Linked DNA regions of Hordeum vulgare: region 2 is linked to region 1. The links are chromatin contacts, called in public Hi-C maps. All regions are on one chromosome and are shown on one strand. The core of a region is the stretch at or near the end of the contact, and the rest is flanking DNA. Distances in the headings are between cores, read along the strand shown.

What was found. A called contact is a pair of places that touch in the nucleus more often than the background predicts.
Region 2: a Hi-C map of leaf shows a contact between it and region 1, with 4 times the contacts expected there. The contact joins the promoter of LOC123443290 here to the enhancer-like site in region 1. A contact is called at or near these places in 3 of 6 Hi-C or Micro-C datasets (leaf and seedling) and 1 of 1 datasets of contacts at active chromatin or transcription factors (embryo).

What each region holds. Positions count from the first base shown.
Region 1 is chr3H:144,791,126-144,794,903 of MorexV3_pseudomolecules_assembly, forward strand. No RefSeq gene overlaps it. Among protein-coding and RNA genes, the nearest start is that of LOC123439692, 150 kb to the left of the region's middle. Within about 2 kb of position 1,941, at least 2 of the 3 cell types and tissues checked have open chromatin away from gene starts, as enhancers often do. A contact at or near this core is called in leaf, where this site is marked.
Region 2 is chr3H:145,017,377-145,020,979 of MorexV3_pseudomolecules_assembly, forward strand. It overlaps LOC123443290 (probable protein ABIL3), which reads left to right and starts at 2,201. Exons shown (of 9, transcript XM_045119626.1): 1 at 2,201-2,691; 2 at 3,499-3,581. The coding sequence starts at 2,575.

The DNA.
Region 1 (3,778 bases), core at 691-3,190:
TGTGCATTCTTGTGGTCCTCAATGAAGATACACAATATTTTATAATATATGCTGAATTGCTTAAATCTCCATAAACTTTAAAAGAAGTTCATGTTTACCTTTTTGAAGTACATAATTGTTAAAATTGAATAAAAATTAACTAATAAATAATCTCATGTTGATAATTATTGTATTTTTATATGGAAAAATCTAAATATCATAGAAACCAAACAATAACTTGAATGAAAAACAGAATGGAGATCGCAAAGCGACAGAGACTATATAAGTTTCCCTCAAAAGGAAGGTTTCCAATTAACAGTTGTACACAAAGTATTGTTCGTCCGGCCGCCTAGCATGCATCTTATTTAACCCGAGTGTCCCAGATTCGTAACCCGTTCAACGCCACACTATATTTTTCCTCACTTATTAGCTTACAGAGCAAGGGGTTTTCTGTGATATTTAATTAAATCTCAAACGGTTTTCTAGAAGAAGGCTTGCATCCATACTATCCAGCGCACGCGGCCCTCACAGCCACAGGCATGTGGGCCAACCGCCAGCTGTCATGCCATGGGACTGCACATATATCGGCATACACATGGAGGCACCGAATATGCTCCGTGCAACAAGTTATAGCATTATTTTTGTGTATTTTGCCTGTTTGCGCGCCAAACTGATTGCAACCCACAAGTAAAAGCATCCGTGATGTATTTAACTTCAAAATTTACATACTTCCTCATAAAGAAAACTTTTGAATTCTTTATGTAGTGCTTGGTTCATCGGATAAAAGTTGTGTTAATTTGCTTTAAACTAACAGAAAATCATGGTAATATTTCTTTTTGTCTTTATACGTGTTTTTGAAGAAATTTAATTATTGACTAGTTTTGAATAACAAATTCAAAAGAGTGGATGTGAAAAAAAAATGAACATGTGTGTGAGAAAATGTCCATATACTGAGGAAATATGGTCATGAAACTAAAATAGATTATTATTTTTGAAATTCTAATCCATTTAATAAAGTGTTCTAACATTTTAAAGTAACATTATAAAAAGTGCTAGGGTTCTAGACAAGCTGATATTATTATTAATAAATTATGTTCCATATTTTCGTAAGATATTTGTGTGATGAAAAATGATGATGCATTAAAAACGGTATTCATGTTTTTTTTCTTGAAATTGTGTCGGCAATTTCTTTATTGTTCACGCCTTTTAAATAACCTTAGATGAACCCATCACGTTGTTGTTGGAATGTTTTGCAATATATATTAATAAAATTTGGTTGTATGGTACATGCATATTTAGAGTAACATGAAAACAAAAACAAAAATACATATGTTTTTATTGGCCTTGATTATTGCATAGTTGTAAAATACTTATTAAAAAATATCATAATAGAAATGAAATTCATGCATCTTGGAGAATGAGGCGGCATGCCTACATGTCAAGGTAAATAGGTTAATGAGGGTTAGCTATTGAGGTATATATATGTATTTGTCTAAAAAATAGTAAGAAGGATATAAAAGGAAACTGAAAACGGAATAGTAATAAATAAAACATGAATAAAAAGGAAGAAGTCACATGAAAAAATAAAACCTATAGGGAAAATGCTAAAACTGGATAAATTTTGGTTAAATAAACAGACATTATATTATTAAATAATTAATAAAGATAGTTGCATGCATCGATTGATGAAGAAGCCGGGGGTTCGACATTTTTTCATAAAAAGGAAAACAAGATGATGAAACCCTCTGAAGGAAATTGCTATTAGCCAGGTTGAAGAGTGGTGTAGGCTAGCGGCTGCTATTTTTTTTTCTAGAGTACCCTCCATGCTTTATTGATCAAAGTTGACCATAAGAGAGGTACAAAATGAATCATGAGATTGGTCAAACCAAAGGTGACATCCCTGATCCAAGGAATGACAAATTTCGGCTAAGCTATGTGCCTCAACATTCGGGGAGCTCCTAGGCAGCGCTGCACGCGCGACAATCCGATGCCTGCAACACTGTTAGCATGGGTCAGCCCGTTAGAATCCTTTCCAGTTTTTATTTTGATTTTTTTGTTCGAAAGTATAATTCTGAAATCAAAAAAGGTTAACAGATTTAAAGAAAAAAAAAGGTTCATTCATTTAAAAAAATCATATATTTAAAAAAGGTTCATCAACTTGAAAAAACGTTCATTGAAAATGAAAAAAATTCATCCAGTTTAGGTAAAGTTCGTTAACTTTTGAAAAAGTTAACAAATTTGTAAAATGTTTATAAAATTCAAAACAAGTTCTTTTATTTTTATAAAAAGTTCATTGAACTGAAAAAACGTTCATCCATTTTGAAAAAGATGTTCATCAAAATTCAAAAAAATCCAAAGATATTCAAAAAAGTTGATCAATCTTAAAAAATATTGGCTGAAATTTATAAAAAATCATCAATATTCAAAAAATTCAAAATATATTCAAAAAAGTTGATTAATCTTAAAAAATATTGGCTGAAATTTCAAAAAAAATCATCAATATTCAAATAAGTCATACAATTTTGAAAAGAAAAACATCAAATGGCGGCCAGATGGGCTGACCCATTTACGAACGCCACATGCGCTAGTTAACAAAATGCACGTTAACTGGCCGACATTCGAGACCCGGCCAACATTTGAGGCCCGGCCAACAAAATAGAATTTGCATTCTATTCAAACATTCGAGGCCCTGTACGAGAGGGACTGCTATTAGTTGCTATAAGCGAGAAATAGTGTTTAACTGGTGGGAGGTCTTATATGCCGCCTATAGCGTCGTATAAGAGACTGACACTTGAATATATTTACTCGTACTGCTCTTTTACTTATTTTTATATAAGATGTATAAAAGTCATTTATTTAATAAATTTATAAACAGAAAAATCAAGTTAGTAATGGAGAAATATAAATGTACATTGGAAAATACAAAATGTTCACGTACATGCATGTAAATGTTCGTATGTATAAATACCGATGTTCAACTCATATTTATAAAAATGTTCATCCATGTCGAAGTTAAAAACAATGTATTTGAAAAAAATCATATATTTGAGAGTAATTGTTCATACATGCTAAACAATTGTTCATGTAATTTCTTTAAAAAGGGTTACCTGACTCTAAGGAAGTCTTACATATTGCCTGAAAGGGAAAAGAGAAAAAGGAGAAAAACTCAGACCAGGAAAGGAAAAGCACAAAAAACTGAAGAAAAAAAGGAGAAAATTAAAACAAGCCAAAGTAAGATAAAACTTCATCAAACAAGGCAGGCTGAAATTTGGCTTGGCCGAGTAACTAGAGCGATTCACGCGGAGCGTCCTTAACTCTCGCTGCAGACTCCGGCAACCCATGGGTGGTCACTACAACCCAGGTCATCCTCTAAAGCTCTATCTTTTTCCGACATCGATGAAGCCCCCACACCCACATTTAGCATCGTCGGCTCACACATGAGCATCTCGTCATAGTCTCACCTTCGCCAATGATATCATAACCGGACACGACGTCTCTAGTCTTCAGTTTCGGCTTGATCTTTGAGCTAGAATCAGCGGGTTTTTTTTCGAATGTCGGTAATGGATTACCGAATTAAATGATCAAAGGGAATGACACAAACAGGAGCACATACAGGACTAGTCTAAGACAGACATGCATGAGTCGACAAGAAAGCCGAGCAAAAATAGCCAAAAAGGACGAAAGAAAAGGAGCAGAGGAAAAAGGAGAGAAAAAGGAAAAAACACCAACAAGTGCCAAGCACTCTCCGCTCAGCCAGGATCAAATGGGATGCCTGCTCCTGCCATATTCCAGTGCTGAA
Region 2 (3,603 bases), core at 951-3,450, 230 kb after region 1:
CGTTGGGTGCAAGTGTTTGATTGTTTGTCTAGGTGCTAAGACTGGGGCCTTTCTTGTTCCTCCTACAGGATTGGTACCTTGGTTCTCAACAAACTGAGGAAAATACTTATCTATTTTGCCGCATCACCCTTTCCTCTTCAATGGAAAACCAACGCAAGCTCAAGAAGTAGCAGATACGCATCAATCGACTCTAATGTCACCTAGATATTCCATTGTCACCACAAGTATCTGTGAGTTAATTATTCAATATGCATCAAACAATTTCAGATTCATAATATTCAATCCAACACAAAGAACTTCAAAGATTGCCCCAAAGTTTCTATCAGATAGAGTAGGATAAAAACGTGTATCAACCTATGTGCTTAGATTACGCCAATGTCACCTTGGGAATCCGCAAGTTGATTACCAAACCATACATAAGGTGACTCAATATAATACCCCATTGTCACCACGGGTATTCACGTGCAAGACATACCTCAAGTAATCTCAAATCCATAATATTCAATTCGATAATAATGAAACTCAAAGGGAGAGACTCAATTCATCACAAAAATGGGAAGAACCCCATATGGTTCCACTACATTAACAAAGCTCATGATACATCAAGGTTGTGCCCTATCAAGATCACGAGAGAGAGAGAGAGAGAGAGAGAGAGAGAGAGAGAGAGAGAGAGAGAGAGAGAGAGAGATCAAACACATAGCTACTGGTACATACCCTCAGCCTCGGGGTGAACTACTCCCTCCTCGTCATCTAGACCGCCGAGATGATGAAGATGGTATTCGGTGAAGATTTGCCCCTTTGACGGGGCGCTGTAAAAGGGCTTTGGATGAGATCACTTCAGAATAGAGGCTTGCGACAGCGGAGTAAAATTTCTAGGTTTCTTTTGGGGGGTTTATGTAGTTATAGGAATTTTTAGTGTGGGAACCATGCCAAAAGGGCTTCAGATGAGATCATCGGAGACGTGTCAGTCATCTCTGAGGTAGTCACCCCGGCTACAAGACTTTTCCGATCTCAACACAATGTTGATAAAAGGAAAGCCATTAGTCGTCGTTGTATAGTTTATATATCAATAAAGCATCCCTTTTGTCGACTAGGCTCATACATTGTTACTGAAGAAGTGTAAATACATGCGCCAGGTTGATATCCAGGGCTGGCCTATGCAGCCTCCCGGCTAAATACATTGGACACCCAGTGTTTTCAAAAGGGGGTGCCACAACTACCTTGCGGATGATATATATCCTGAGTGGGAGGCGTTTGTGAATACAATATTTGATCCCCAAGGCAACAAATCAAGCCACTTTGCAATAATGCATGAAGCAGCTAGGAATGATGTGGAAAGGGCATTTGGAGTGCTTCAAACTCGTTGAGGAATTGTTCGTGGAGCTGCAATGGTGTGGGAATCAGAAACTTTGTGGCAACTGATGAAATGTTGTGTCATTTTGCACAATATGATTGCCCACGATGAGTTTGATGGGTCATAAACCAATGATTTAAAAGTGCCTTGGGAACAAGTCGACATCCCGAAAGATCAAGATGCATACCAGCTTCGTCCGCGTTACGTCGGCTGCATCTCCAGCGCCGCCGTGAAGCGGGAAGTTTGTGTATTGGAGTTGGCCGCCGTTGCAACGCCGATCTTGTCCAAGGGATAGTCCACATGAAGATTTGGCGGTGGAAGATGGTTGCCGGTTTTGAAGTTTTTTGACGGTTCTATCAGTCGAGCCCTTTAAGACCGCTATCCAAGATGTGTGAAGTATTTCTTTGGCCGACGATCCACATCGACATGTGCGTTGCCACTTGTGACGACGCTTGTTCAGAGGTTCATAACGCAGCTTCGCTGCTATGGCGCTATCTTGGATCTTGGCAAGTTGGAGACCTATGTTTCTCTCATCCGAGAACGCTTCGGCGTCGTCGGCGCCTAGATTCTTTGATGATGATGATGTAAATTTTCTTGTGTGCTATCTCTCGAAACTGTTTTAAAGAGAAGTCATATATGTTGTATGTTACTATTTTTATGAATATAAATAGTATATGGTTTCTCCTTAAAAAAATAACGTTTTCCATATTATTAACTCCGAAAGATAAACGCATGGCCCTCACTGCAGTGACACGGCCAGGATAAAACCATGGTCCGTGTGTGGCGCTCAACAACCTGTGCAGTTTGCCCTCATTGCTCCGCTCCCCCACAAAAGTTAGCAGCCAAAGCGCCTCTTTTCCCACTCATCTTCTTCCCCTCACCCCTATCTATCCCCCCCTACCCTGGCCCCTCCCCTCTCTCATGTCGCTACCAATCACTAGCGCCTTCCGAGCCCACCAGGACCCGACCCAGATCTTGCCGTTGGCAGCTCAACTCCCGTGTAGGTGAGCCGGCTCCCACCTCCCACCCCCACCACCAAGAGACGACGCGGCGCCTCTTCTTCAAAAGCCATCCCTTTGCTTTTCTCGGCGTTCCCGTGGGGTTTTGGTCCGCCGAGGAGGGGTTTGGTGCGCCCGTTACCGGAGGATCTTGGCGAGAAGTGCCTAGTTTCCGCTAGGCTGGTTGGTGGGGGGCGGGCGCCTGGTGCCGCGGCTTCAGCCATGGAGGCAGTCGCAATGTCGCCATCCTCCGTCTCGTCCCACAACCTCGACGCCGCCTCCACCAGCGACGACATGCCGTCCTCGCAAGAGGGCCTCCTCTTCTCGGACAGCCTCAAGGTACTACGTTTCTCTGCGCCTCGCCCTCCACAGGGCTCCGAGGCGCAATCTTATGCTTCCACTCCCATGGATCTAGGCGATGTTCTTGCGGAAATCAGGCTGCATTTCTCGATTGTGCGGCTGAGTTGCCGGAAAATCTGGTGGTGGGTCCAATCCTGGCGCGGCGCTTGATTGTGGCCCGCTATGTCCCTGTCAATCACGAGATTTTGTTCCCATTTTGGTAGAGATAGAGAAGCTAACAGGGGAGGCACTGCTGTGACCTTTCCAAACTTAGTGTGCCCACAATTTCTGGTAGTATTATGTTACCAAGTCCTTCTTTTCCCGTACCATGTAGCTGCATGTCTAATCTTCTATTGCTTACATAATTGGGTGCTCTACTCTGTAATGGCCCAGCCTTTCCTCTGCTTTCCCCCCAATTGAGCAAAAGCGCTGCGCATTATGAATTTACAATGCCTGGTTTGCTGCAGTGGAATGGCCATCGGTACTGAGGCTGTTAGCAAATAAGCAGCACCCAAGGAGGCTGTCATGCATAGTTTGTAGTAGGGCCTCACGGTGGCCTTTTGCTCATTTGAAGTTTCAACTGTAGCTTAGTTGCATACCGACACGCTTATTGGTCTGTTTATGTCAACCGTTAGCATGCTGTTGTCATTGCTTGTCAAATTTGTCGCCATTCGAGTTAATGAAATTAGGATCCTTGTTAACGACGAAACCCCACATGGCTGCACCTTAGTTAATCATTGATGTTCCTCCCATATGGCATATCTTATAGTATCCTCTATGCTCAGCTTAAATTATGTTTGTTTGCAGGACTTGAGGAATCTGCGGTCGCAGCTATACTCAGCGGCAGAATATTTTGAAGTATTCTACACAAACAACTCGCACAGATCTACGTAAGGTCTTTTATTTTGTTTA